Linked DNA regions of Sus scrofa: region 2 is linked to region 1. A link is a contact called in public Hi-C data. All regions are on one chromosome and are shown on one strand. Each heading gives the region's core, a stretch centred on a gene start, on an enhancer-like site or on the middle of the called end of the contact. The rest is flanking DNA. Distances are from core to core; before and after follow the strand shown.

Region 1 (6,131 bases), core at 3,179-5,678:
CCACGTAAATGGCTTTCCTTTTTTCCTTAACCCTAAATATATCATTTTGCAAAACACCTACTAAGTTAGCCCTGCTTCCACCTCAGTAAATGTCTGTAGATCTAATATGCTTTATCTCTCAAAAACCTATTGTCTCACCCTCTGAATTTAATTTGTATGATTTTTCTTTGCTCTTAAGTTAGTAAATTTCTAAGTTTGAACAGTAATTGTAGCAAAGGTAATACTGCCATTGGAGCTAATCAACCACCTGGAAGTCAAGGACTCTGATTTTTAATTTCCTTTTGTTTTGACTAACCTGCCAAAATTTTGGGATGAGCACAAATCCCAGGTAGATCAAATTCTGCCTTTGGTGAAGTACAGTTAATAATATGGTAAGGATTTGGTGAGGTGGAATAAATGGATTTTAATACTTTTTAGTCGTGAAATATCCCATGGAGATATTTGGAAATAGGTTTATCATTCTATTGCACCTAATTTCTAAACTAGTAAATTCTTTGTTGAAACCTGAACCTAATCTTTGTAACTGTGTTTATTCTTTTTTTGAATCTTGCAGTTTTTGAAAATTTTATTTTTTCATGAATAGGTTAAGAACAAGTAAAATTAAAGCAACTTTCACTGTTCATACTGAAAACACTTCTGAAGACAAAATAGTAAATGAGGCCTAAAATGAACAGTCAGTTTAAGCCCAGCAGGAGAGTTCCTCAGAGGGGACAGATTTGGAAACGAACACTTTTCCATTTGCTATATCTCTACAGAGGTGTAAATTTCTAGGGAGTCACAGGGACTGCTTAAATGGGAAAACCTGCAGAGCAAAGAAAATTCTACTCTCCTGGTCTCCGATCCTTTTTTAAAAAAATTTTGTTGAAATGTAGTTGATTTACAATGTTTTGTTAGTTTCATGTGTACAGCAAAGTGATTAAACTATACAAACTTTGTATATGTATATATGTAGAAAATATATATAATATATATATTCTTTTTTCCATTATTTCATTATAATATATTGCATATAGTCTCCTTGCTGTAAGTCAGTCCTTGTTGGTTGTCCATTTTATATGTAATAGTTTGTATATTTTAATCCCAAACTCCTAATTTATTCCTCCCATCCTTTTCCCCTTCCCCAAACTCCTGTCCTTCTCCTGCACCAGAACTTCTTATTCCTTATCAATGTTATCTACCTGTCAAGATTACACATCTCATTAGGCTACTTAACATATATCCTAAATAGACCACTGTTCCAAAAGCTTTTTATAGGAAAATTGGTGATTACTTATATCATCCAGTTTTTTAAAAAAGTGCAAGCTCCTGGAGTTGTAATCAACTGTGGATGGAAGGGGCACCATTGATCCCAACAGTACACTGAACAATGCACAACCAAAGGTTGCACTCTGAATTTGATCCCCTTCAATTCAAAACATATACAAGTCTCCTGACAATTAACTACCTGCCTTCTTTTCCTGTCAGATGTTCAGACATTATCGTTAATAATGGTAACTGGCCATGACAATAACTCTTGCAATTTATTCAACATACACTGCATGCTAGACGCAGGACTTTATATGCTTTCTATATGCAATAATGATTTTCATTTCCACAATTACCATATGAGTTATTTTTGTTCTCATCTTATATGTGAAAAGTTGAAGCTTAGGGAATTAGAGTAACTGCTTAATGTAATACATCTATAAGTAGTGGACCTATGTAAAAACTCAACCTTCTCTGAATCCACAGTCTATCATGCTACCCTCTCTTGTCATTACTGTCACTCTTCACTAAAAGATGCTGCTATAATGCATTTGTCATGCTTACATGTTGGTCAGGGATGTGGTATTCTGAGAGGTAGGATAACTCCAGATATGGGGTCAAAAATTTCACAATTGAGCACTACATAAATTGCATCATTAGAAAGCTCTTTGAAAAGGCAAATACTAGTTATTCCCAGGTGAGTGAGAATAAATGTCAGCTCTGTTTTCTCCAACAACTGTGAGTTAGGAAGAGGAAACTTCTGTGTGAATTTACCTGAGAATAATGTTTGCTAATGAACTATTCCAAACACATTAGAGGCCCAAGGGATCTTCTCCATGTCTCAGAAGTATAGTATTTGATAGCTAACACACTTCACTCATGACAATTCTAAAATGATCCCAGTCCGCAGCCCTGTCTCCTAACAGTGATGCCAGGAATCCCCCAGAGATAGTCAGGTGATACACTTGCCTAATACAGCTTCTAACCTCAGAGAAGCAAACAGGAAAGAAATAATGCCACAGACCTATAGGTCTTGATTTGTTAAAATTAGTTGAGAGTATGGTATGCCAGTCTTCAAATTATTAAAGAATTTTATTATATCTTTAATTTGGATAATAATGAAACTCAGTTTCATATCTCATCAATGAGAACATACCTCAGTTCACTGTATGTAGTGCTGTGGGTAAGTCTATTGCTGTTTATCAAGACCAAAGGTAATAAATAGAGGATACTGACTGTAGTATACATGACTTAATCTAAGGAAAACATGGAAAAAGATCTACTAGATTTAGTGGGACATCAAAAATCCATTAAAAACTAAGTTGAGAGAGTATACTCCTTATTTTCATATTAAAATTTTTTGAAGCACATAATAGGGACCGTTGATACTGATCAAAGTCAATGCATTAAGCAAAACCTAACCTCTAAACCCATGGTTCCTAACCTACACAAAGAACTTCAAAGTATGCCACGTGATAATTTAAATGTTCAGGGAAAACACAGACACATCCTAACAACTGGTAGGACATTAGATTTGCTATGTTCATTTTGATGATATCATATCTTCACAAAGATGGATTTGGATGGTTTGCTATTATAGAAAGCAAGTACTGCAGGAAATGAGACTGGTGCTATCCCAACCTTGAGAAGTTATGCAGTGCCCAATATTTGCGCACATCCCACTAGCAAATAATTGCCGTTTTGAATTGTGCCCCTGGCATCAATGTTTGTTATGACTGAGAACTAGGCAAGATGCTAATTTTGTTCTCTGTTTAATTGAAGTGAACATCACTTTACTAATAAAGTGACTCAAGCAAGCAACTATAGAAACAACATTCAGATAGGAATAGTCAAAACAAATGCAATCTGTTTCAGGCATTAATGGCTTTATTATTTGCTTTATAAATTTATTTGGGACACAGAATAACAGGAAGAATGGCTTTGGTTGAATAATCCTGGCAAGAATAAAAACTATGAAAAAACAAAGAGTTTCTTCTAAACATACTCTGCCTGACAGAAATTTCCCTATAGTTTCAGCAAGTGTTGAATGTTTTTCTTCCCTAGGCTAGAAAAACCCCGGAATATACTGCCTCCTGTTGAGTCATTTTTGAATAAAGCAGCAGGGGATTACCAACAGTCTCAGACCCAGTAATAGATTTTAGTGGACAGAGATGTCCCTGTAAGAAGCATAGGAACAGCTGGCTCCAAATCATCTCTTAGAATCTAAATCCACTTAACAATGGGAGTGAAAAATGGCATGTTAAGGGTTGATTAAGAAGGGTTGCCAAGGTAGACCAGGAGAGAAGCAGCAAAGGAAGGAGAACTAGGAGGAAGTATCTGACTTTTAAGTATGGTAATTAGTATTTTCTGAAGTCACACCTCCCTGTTGTCCGATGAAATGCTGACAGTAGTAACTGAGAGTAGCTTCTTTACTGTAATAGCACAACATGATGCCAGCAGCTCTTTAACAGTACTCTCTGCTTATCCATTGGGCTCAGAGTCAGAAAACAAAACATGACTCGAGAGGCAGCAGTAATTTGATGAGCCAGCACAAACTCTACCTGCATGGAATGCTGTGGTCATAGGGGCTATTCTGCTGCCAGCAATTAAAAATTAACCTTGGCATTTTCAAAAAAGAAGGTAGCTATTCATATGCAGCTCCTTTCCTGCTTGACAACATATCTAAAAAGCAGCTGCTTTCTCAAGTCAAGACAGTTACGCACAATGAACCTCTTTTGTGTGCAATGTGCAGAGCTAGGTCGTTAACACACCTGCCAGAATACAAGGGAAGAAGAAAAAAGAAATCTTTTCTGTTGGTAAACTCATTCATTTAAGATATTCAGGTTCACAGTGCTGTCCTTTGAACACCCCAATTACCTCCTCTTGCCCTTACAAACGAGTGGTGTGAATTTTAATCAGCTGGAATGCAATCAAGGACTGAAATAAATAGTGTTGTTAAATCATTTTTACGGAGAAAAGCAACTCACATACCTAAGCTATATGTATCTCTGGTTTTCACAAGGGTGGAATGCCCTTGCTATGGACCGAAACAAACAATGTTTTATTTTTGTTTCAACCTCTGTTGACTTTCCTCTCCATTCCTTTCCCCTCCTATGCCAGAGCCTCAGTTCTGAGAATAATTAGCAACACCCACTGGTGATAACAGGGCCACGGCAACCTAACAGCGATATCTTGCCGGCGCCAGCTGTGCTTCAGTATTTATTTATTAAGATCACAATATTTACACAGTATGAACTCGTTGAGATGGTGGGGGATTGAGCAATGCTCCAGCAGCAAAATTTCCTCTGTATGTTTAATGGAGAAGAAAAAACCTTTTAGGCTGTGTACTGTTTATTTCTTTGGATAGAAAATTCAAGTTTCTAATTCCAGTCGAGTCCTGTTTTCTAGCAGTTTGGTGTATAGACCCAGGAGAGGCTTGGCAGACATGCACTGCAGTGGCTGCTGCTGTGAAACCTGCTTGTCTAACACAGAGGGGAGGCTTAGAGCTGCTGCAGATGCATGGACTGACACAGCAAAGATGTCAGGCATCTGGTTTTCAGGGCTGATAATTCCACTGGGCCCAGATCTGTAACTGAACAATCTAGACATTTGCCCAGAATCCCTCTTGACTTGCATTATTATATCTTTTCATTTGCTCTCCTGCAAGGACCTGTTAACATGGCAGTAAGCAACATGTGCTGTGATGTCCATCTGCTGAGTGAGTTGCTATGTAAAGCTCTAACACAGAGAGAATTTTTGGTGTACAGGGAAATTGTAGGGCTTCAATTTGGGAGAAAAAGAGTGAAAGGTATATTTTAGGCGAGAAAGAAATTAATGGCAGGAACAAAGAGTGTATATATACATATATATTTCAGCATGTGGTACTTCCTGATGTTTGTCTTGGAGTTCTTCAGGGAAAAGTTGGTTCAACTTTTGCGATGTTAATATTGCTGATCAATGAGCATAAATCATGATAGGATGGGAGATGTTTGGGATTTTCTTTTATCATACTGAGCTCAAACAAATTGTCTAACTTTTATGCATTTTCACTTTATCACATCCTAAACCTAAAAAAGATATATTTATTACCAAGCCAATTCAGTATTTTTAAAAACATTGGCTTAATATTTTTAAGTATTTTGAATATGGGGTCTTAAGGTATTTACATAAATAGACTGAATTAATTAATAAATTATATTAAATGGTAATTAATATAAGAATGTCCTGTCAATATTGAAAGAATTTAGCTTTGTTGACAAGTAATAATAAGGTAGATTATCCTATTTAAAATATTTTATATAATTATTATGTGTCTAACTTTTACATTACATATTATAAAATGTATTATATCTAATTGTAATAATGTATATATGACTATATAATAATTGCATATAATACACATTATTGATTGATAAATCTTCCTTAAAAGAGTTGCAAATGCAACTCAGTAATGTTGCAAAGTTCATAAATTATAAAGTTATTCTCAAGCACTGGTTATTTTCATGCCAGCCTTAGCCTTTTTAAAAATTAAAAAGAGGATAATGCAGCAGTTCAGTTGACATTTAATATTGTATTGTCCATATCACTTTATTTTTATCAGTCTTATTCCTTTTGTATTATTAAAATATCCCAGAATCATCTAATATGAATAAGAAGTCTAATTCTCTGTTCTATTCTAACTTTTGTTTTAGAAATAGCTGCAAAAAAGACTAGCTACTTTTTGAATAAAATTATTAGTGAAGTAAAATATATGTACCAGGAAGTGAACAGAACATAACAGCACAGAGTGATGAATGCTTTCAATCTGAGTACCTCTGTGTTTCCAGTCACAGATCAAGAAATGCATTAGTACCTGCAAAGAGATGCCGCTTGGACCTCTCACATGC
Region 2 (6,759 bases), core at 2,923-5,422, 98 kb after region 1:
TCAAAGATGAATTTTATAGTTGCTGAAATAGCATAAATCCTACAAATTTCACATTGCTACACTGCATTTGTTGTTTCAGAGTCAGTCTCCTTTTTATTCTAGAGCAAGCTGTGTGTATGTTTGTGTACTTACACGAATACATAATTGGAGAAACCACGTTATGTATACTGTAGAATATTGCACATTCTGGATACGGCTGGTTGCTTTGGCATGGTATGTTCACTTATTCCTCCAACTCTGTGTTTTCTATAAACTAGATGTTTGATTTGATTCAACATCTTATTTAACTCCAGGGGTCCAGAATGTTTTACAGGTACTGCTGTATATTCTCTATAAAATCACATGAATCATAAAATCTGTCCTACTTTTAACAAGTTGTTGTTAACCTGATGTCATCATTATAAATGTCTACATTATCATTTTGTATAATGGTTTTCACATTCATTGATAGTTTATTCCTATATCCTTTGTCTTCATTATTTTATTTGTACTGCCAAATTGTACATTTCTATTTTGATTATCCCTTCTGTGTTTATTAGCTAGAATTCTTCTATTAAAAATAAAACTGCCTCATCTCTTTGGCTTTCTTGTAATCAAGTTTGAATAGAAAATTCAAGATAAACTTGATTTTTCTCAGAGTAATGAGTCTATTGATAACAAATTCTAATAGGGACTAATAAATTCATGTTAATTATGATACTACAAGAAATTAAGGATAGATCACATGTATACATGCCATCTGTGTTTTTCAAAAGTCTCTATTGCACGTGCCAGTCTTGCTCATTGAACTAGAAGTCTGCCTTGTTTGTTATTCCATTGGACGTTTCTGGGAACTCCACAAAGCATGTTTTATTCCCACCTATACATCTAATAGTATTGGGCTTGCCAGATCATATGGTCCAAGATTCAGAGCTACCTACTAGTGCATCCTGAAGCAGCTGCTAGGTCCTTTTCTATTTCAGTGTGCAGTTGATGCTGACAACTATTAATATCACTTGTTATATGGATCAGAAAAATATTCACAAGTGTGAAATAGCCTCTCTGAAGGATCCTATCAGATGTTGTGTTTTTCCTTAATGGTTGGAGGTGCAAGATTAAATAATCTGTTTATTACAATGGAGAGAATACCTGGATCCATTGTAGATGATTGGATACCCTCATACTTGTTGAAGAAATAGGCTCCTGTATGTTTTGGGGGGTTATTTAGCACCTCTCAAGTACATGCATACTACCAATACCTTCAGTATATCTTCCACTACTTTCCCAAGCAGTCCTTTGGAAATATATTTGTTTTTGTTTTTTTTTGTTTTTTTTTTTTGTCATTTCTTTGGGCCGCTCCCGCGGCATATGGAGGTTCCCAGGCTACGGGTCGAATTGGAGCCGTAGCCACCAGCCTACGCCAGAGCCACAGCAACTCGGGATCCGAGCCGCGTCTGCAACCTACACCACAGCTCACGGCAACGCCGGATCCTTAACCCACTGAGCAAGGCCAGGGACCAAACCCGCAACCTCATGGTTCCTAGTCGGATTCGTTAACCACTGCGCCACGACGGGAACTCCCTGGAAATATATTTGTTGATAGAGTGTGGTAGAGTTATATTCTGCAGGCTGCCCAAATGATTCAGACCTCTAAGGACTATATTATGACAGGGGGTAGAAAACTTAACAAACCCCTGGGAGAGGACTCTAATGTAAACTCTTGTCTTTAAATTGAGGGTCAACTCATATAGACCCCAATTCATTTGGAAGATTGGAAACTGCATATCATCTACTCAATACTTTTATTTTGGTTTGAATGTTGGTATTCCTCCCAAATTCATATGTTGAAATCCTAACCCCAAAGGTGATAGCAGATAGGTGGAGCCTTTGAGAGGTGATTAGGTCATGAGAGTGTGCAGCCTTCATAATTGGGATCAGTGCCCTTATAAAAGTGAGCTCCTCACACCCTGCACTGTGTGGAATATACGTGAGGATACAGTGAGAAGGCTCTAACTTGGAAGAGGGCCCTTACCTAACCATGCTTGCCTTCCAATCTCAGGCTCTTGGCCTCCAAAACTGTGAGAAATTCAGCAATTTTTGTCCCTCAATTCTGACGAACAAAGGCCCTCTTCCTTACCCTGCCTCATTTTAGGATCCTTTCATATTTATTTGTATTAAAGAGTCCAGTTCTATAATCACCTTGCATCGGTCCTTAACCTATAGGAGAGTGGTATTGCTGAACTTCATCATTCTGGTGCCCTCCACATCTGTACATTCTTTATTAATTTAAAAAATAGTGTATCCCAGGGGTTACCTATGAAACAGATTCATTTGTTGGGTTTTCTGGACTTACATAACATATCCATGCTGTCACAAACATTTCCCTCTGCCTTTTGATCACTCTTGTTGTCACAGCAGTTCTGACATTTTTAAATTCACATAGAATGTGTTCTAGCTTTATCTAAGAACTATCCTAGAAGAATGTTAGCTGTGTCTCCCAACATCTTTGTCAGGTTGTTAAATGCTGTATCCTGAATGAGTGCTCCCATATCAATAAATATTTTCTTCTCTAGCTTTGCATTTGTTTTCCTTTGATTCAGCGCTCCCAGAATCTAGTTCCAAGATAAAAATAGAGTTGAATAAAATATAAAATATAGGATGAAACTGTAAGATCCTCAGAAAAAAAAATCTAAGTACCTCAAATGTGATGCCTGTTAGAAAAAAAGGGGGACTGAAATAATGTAAATGGCATGCTTATTTACTACCCACTGAAAAAAAACTAAGAACATTGCCACTCAGCATCTTTAGCAAACCCAAAATAGACAAGAGCTCATCTTAAATAAATTAGTTGGTATGTTTTTTTTCTAATAGAATGGATTTATAAATTATTAGAAACCCAGAAGGGTTTTGAAGGAATTGTACCTCTTTGGACTGAAAGGGATAGAAATCATACAGAATGAGTATTGGCCTTTAGATACCAAAATTCCATGAAATTTTGCTGCAACTATATGGTAATGGAAGGATGACTAAAATGGGATAACCAAGAGCTGGAAGGGCCTAACAAAGAGCCCTGAAGAATCTGTCCTAGAGAACAGGAATGATCCCTAACTAGGGAATTGGACATTTGCCCTATTTAATTTTAGAATCACCACAGAATAGCGACTGCTCTGTGCTTCCCTTCCTTCCTGCATTTGAATAGGTAACTCACTTGCAACTTTCCTTTTCCTGTCCTGCCATAGTATACGGGGGTGTATAGGGCATACAACTTTTCTCTTCTGTGGATAAATTTTTAGATAAAGATCTTCACCCTAAACCCTGCACTGTAGGAGCCTCATCTGTAATATAGACCTGATGAATTGATAATATTCAGTACCTTCAGCCTGACCTGAAGCCAAAATAAGATGAGAATTTGGGTGAATTTTAGAAAGGGGTAAGTTCATTTTACGTATGGAAGGAATCAAAATACAGTTGACCCTTGAAAAACACAGTTTTGAACTGCACAGGTCCACATATATGTGGATTTTTTTCCCTAATAATACATAGGACAGTACCACACAATGCATAGTTGGTTGAATCTGTAGATGTGGAACCAGATACTGAGGACCCATGGATGCAGAGGCACCATTTGTAAATGATATGTGCATTTTCCACTGCATGGAGGTTCAGCATCCCTAATCCACCCCATTGTATAAGGTCAGTTGTAATTTGTTGCAAGAAGGTTGATTGTGGCATTTAAAAATAAGAGACCGCAAATTCTTTGACACTCATCAACTAAGAGTTGGGATCTTTATCACACTCCTTTGCATCTGTGCCTACATCTGCTTCAGTCAGTGCAGTACGGCAGAGTGACTCTCACTTCTGACGCTAGGCTATACAATGAGTTGCAGCTTCTGCCTCATGCTGGGACTCTACCTCTTGGTACTATAAGCCACAATGTAAGAAGTGTGATTACCCTAAGGCCAACATGCTGTGAGGAAACCCAGTCCACAGGGATAGGCCATGTCCACATGAACAGTCAATTTCTGAGCTGAGCCAAACTTTCATGTCAACCCAGCTCAGGTGCCAGACATATTAGTAAAGCCACCTGCAGATGATTCCAGAACTTAATCATTGCAAAACTCCCAGCTGTTCTGTCTTCCCAGATATTATGGAGGAGAAAAAAAAGTCATCCTTGATATGCCCTTTCTGAATTCCAGATCACAAAATCTGTGAGCATAGTACAATGGTTGATTCGGACTACTAAGGTTTGGGAGATCTGTAATGCTGCAAGAGTAACTGAAACATATGTTGCCAAAGAGGCCTTCTGGCTTTCACATTTAGCATTTAATTGATGATTAATGGCCCTGAGGAGTTTTTCATTATCTTTCTCCAGTGCCGGGTTCAGCAAACTAAGGCCCCATGCCAAATCTGGCTTGGGCTTATTTTTGTAAGGCCTGAAAGTCAACAGTGCTTTCTATTTTTAAAGTATTACACAAAGAAACAAAAATGAACAGGCAAACAAAAAGTAAAAGTGAGTGAAAAAAATGGTGTGTACACCCTCTAGATCACAGGTTGCAAATTATAGTTTGTTGGCCAAATTTGACTTGGAGTTTATTTTCATATGGCCTCAAAACTAAGTATGTTTTTTTTTTTAACTTTTTTCCCTTTATTTTTTTGTGGGGGGAGCACCTAAAATCTATTCTTTCAGCAAATGTCCAGTATACTGTGACCTGAAATCATCATGCTGTACATTAGGTCTCTTGACTTACTTGTCCTGCATAACTGTGACTTTGTACACTTTGACCAGCATCTCCCTATTTCCCCTAACTCTCCACCCTAGACACCACTGCTCTCCTCCACTTCAGTGTATTAGACTTATTTAGGTTCCACATATAAGTGAGATCATACAGTATTTTTCTTTTTGTGTCTGACCCTTTTTACATAGAATATTCTTTTCTAGGTTCATCTATATTGTCCTAAGTGGGACATCTATTCTATCCCAAGTGGCAGGATATTATTTTTTGTTTGCTTGTTTGTTTGTTTTTAATTTTTTAAAGTGTGGTTGATTTACAATGTTCTGTAGGATATTATTTTTTAAGGCTGAAGTACATATGACATATATATATATATAAATACATATATTTACATATGTATATATGTATTACAGACGTATCTTCTTCATCTGGATTTTCTCTTGTTTCTTGGCATTTTGAATAATATGGCAATAAACATGGGACTTCTGGATTGTAGGGTAGTCCTAATTTTTTAGGAAATTCCATGTTGTTTCCCATAATGGTTGTATCAATTTGAATTCACATCAACAATGCACAAGGTTCCCTTTGCTCTATATCCTTGCTGACATTTGTTCTCTTATCTTTTTGGCAATAGTCATTATAAAAGGCTCTATGTAAAACAAAAAAAGACTAAGAATATATTATAGTCATAAGCAGTTTGCAAAGCTTAAAGTTCTCACTATCCAGCCCTTTACAGGAAAAAAAAAGTTTGCTAACCCCTGATCTAGATAGTCATCATGTAAGAGAGAAATAACATCTGTGAAAAAGCAATGTTTGTGGTGACATGGTCTTGGCTTTGATGTCAGGCAGATTTTACTTAAGTCCTAGCTCTGTCACTTGATAGCTATGTAAACTTGGGGATGATATTTGATATGTAAAATAGGGATGAATATATCTTCCTCCAAGGGTATTGGTGGTTCGACTGAAAGCTAGATATAAAAAAACATAGTCCATTATCACCATTATCATGTACTGCCATGATTTTTTCACCCATAGAGACTGAGCAGTTCTGAGACTTGTTGGCACAGAATGCTATGAGCAGTGGCAGCCAAAGAAGAAGGATTAGTAGAGCAGTGAGATGTGGCAGGATATATATTCTCAACTGTCCCAAACTTGGCTGAACACAATACAACATACTGTCTAAAGAAACGTGTCTGGACCTTCCCTGGCTCCTGCTTATTCTTTAACTACATGTGGAAGTTGATACTCAAAAGATTTTCCTTCTTCTTCTGAGTGGAATGAGACAGTAAGAAGTTACCATGGCAAGAAGAAAATAAAAGTCAGTGCCTTGGCAATGGATCTTTGCCAGAAGCAATATATGGTGTGGTAAATCATTATGTTGTTTCAAGATTTTAGTGTATCAACCCAAGGGATTTAGAAAATCTGAAAATAGAACCATACAAAGCAATATTAAATATGCTAAGCATGGTATTAAACTATTAAAATGGTAGAATTTTGTGTTCCTATTCATTTAGGTTTTTTGGCAATACTAGTCTTCCTTTTTAACTGAATTTTTTTTTCAGAAAGATCATTACTGAATATTTATGTAGAAATCAAATGCTCTGACCTCCCAAGAAAGAAAATGGAGTATCCTCTAACTGTTGTGATGATTTTGATTTGTTTTTGTTTTGACTTCTAGTATCTATTAATATCTGTGATCTCATATGCTGCTTTTGTTTTGTTTGCTTCTTTTCTCTTTTTACTAATAGCAATTGTAGACATTGCTGGTTGTGAAATGTAATGTCTTAAAATTTATCGAATAGTTTTTATAACTTTAATTCTAGTTGTAGATATTTCAGGGAAAAAATAATTCAAAATTTTTAAAATTTCATACTGATGTAAGCAAGGCTGAAATACCATATGAAGCATATATTAGTCTGTGGTTCACTGACTGATCAATGACTGCTTAGACCACTTACTGCATTCCTTTAACTGATAGTGCTTTGTTTTAGAATCTGCTTTTTGACACTCCTTACATTTCTCCCTATTGTATTGAAATTTATTCCAT

Evidence for each region. Hi-C and Micro-C count contacts between places; a contact is called where the count stands out from the background.
Region 2: a contact with region 1 is called in a Hi-C map of liver, with 9 times the contacts expected there. The contact joins two enhancer-like sites. A contact is called at or near these places in 4 of 47 Hi-C or Micro-C datasets (liver and skeletal muscle).

What each region holds. Positions count from the first base shown.
Region 1 is chr1:23,668,328-23,674,458 of Sscrofa11.1, forward strand. No RefSeq gene overlaps it. Among named protein-coding and RNA genes, the nearest start is that of TRNAE-UUC, 290 kb to the left of the region's middle. Within about 2 kb of position 4,429, at least 21 of the 83 cell types and tissues checked have an H3K27ac peak or open chromatin away from gene starts, as enhancers often do. A contact at or near this core is called in liver, where this site is marked.
Region 2 is chr1:23,767,034-23,773,792 of Sscrofa11.1, forward strand. All of the region lies in intron 1 of LOC106508831 (a long non-coding RNA gene), which reads left to right. Among named protein-coding and RNA genes, the nearest start is that of TRNAE-UUC, 390 kb to the left of the region's middle. Within about 2 kb of position 4,173, at least 8 of the 83 cell types and tissues checked have an H3K27ac peak or open chromatin away from gene starts, as enhancers often do. A contact at or near this core is called in liver, where this site is marked.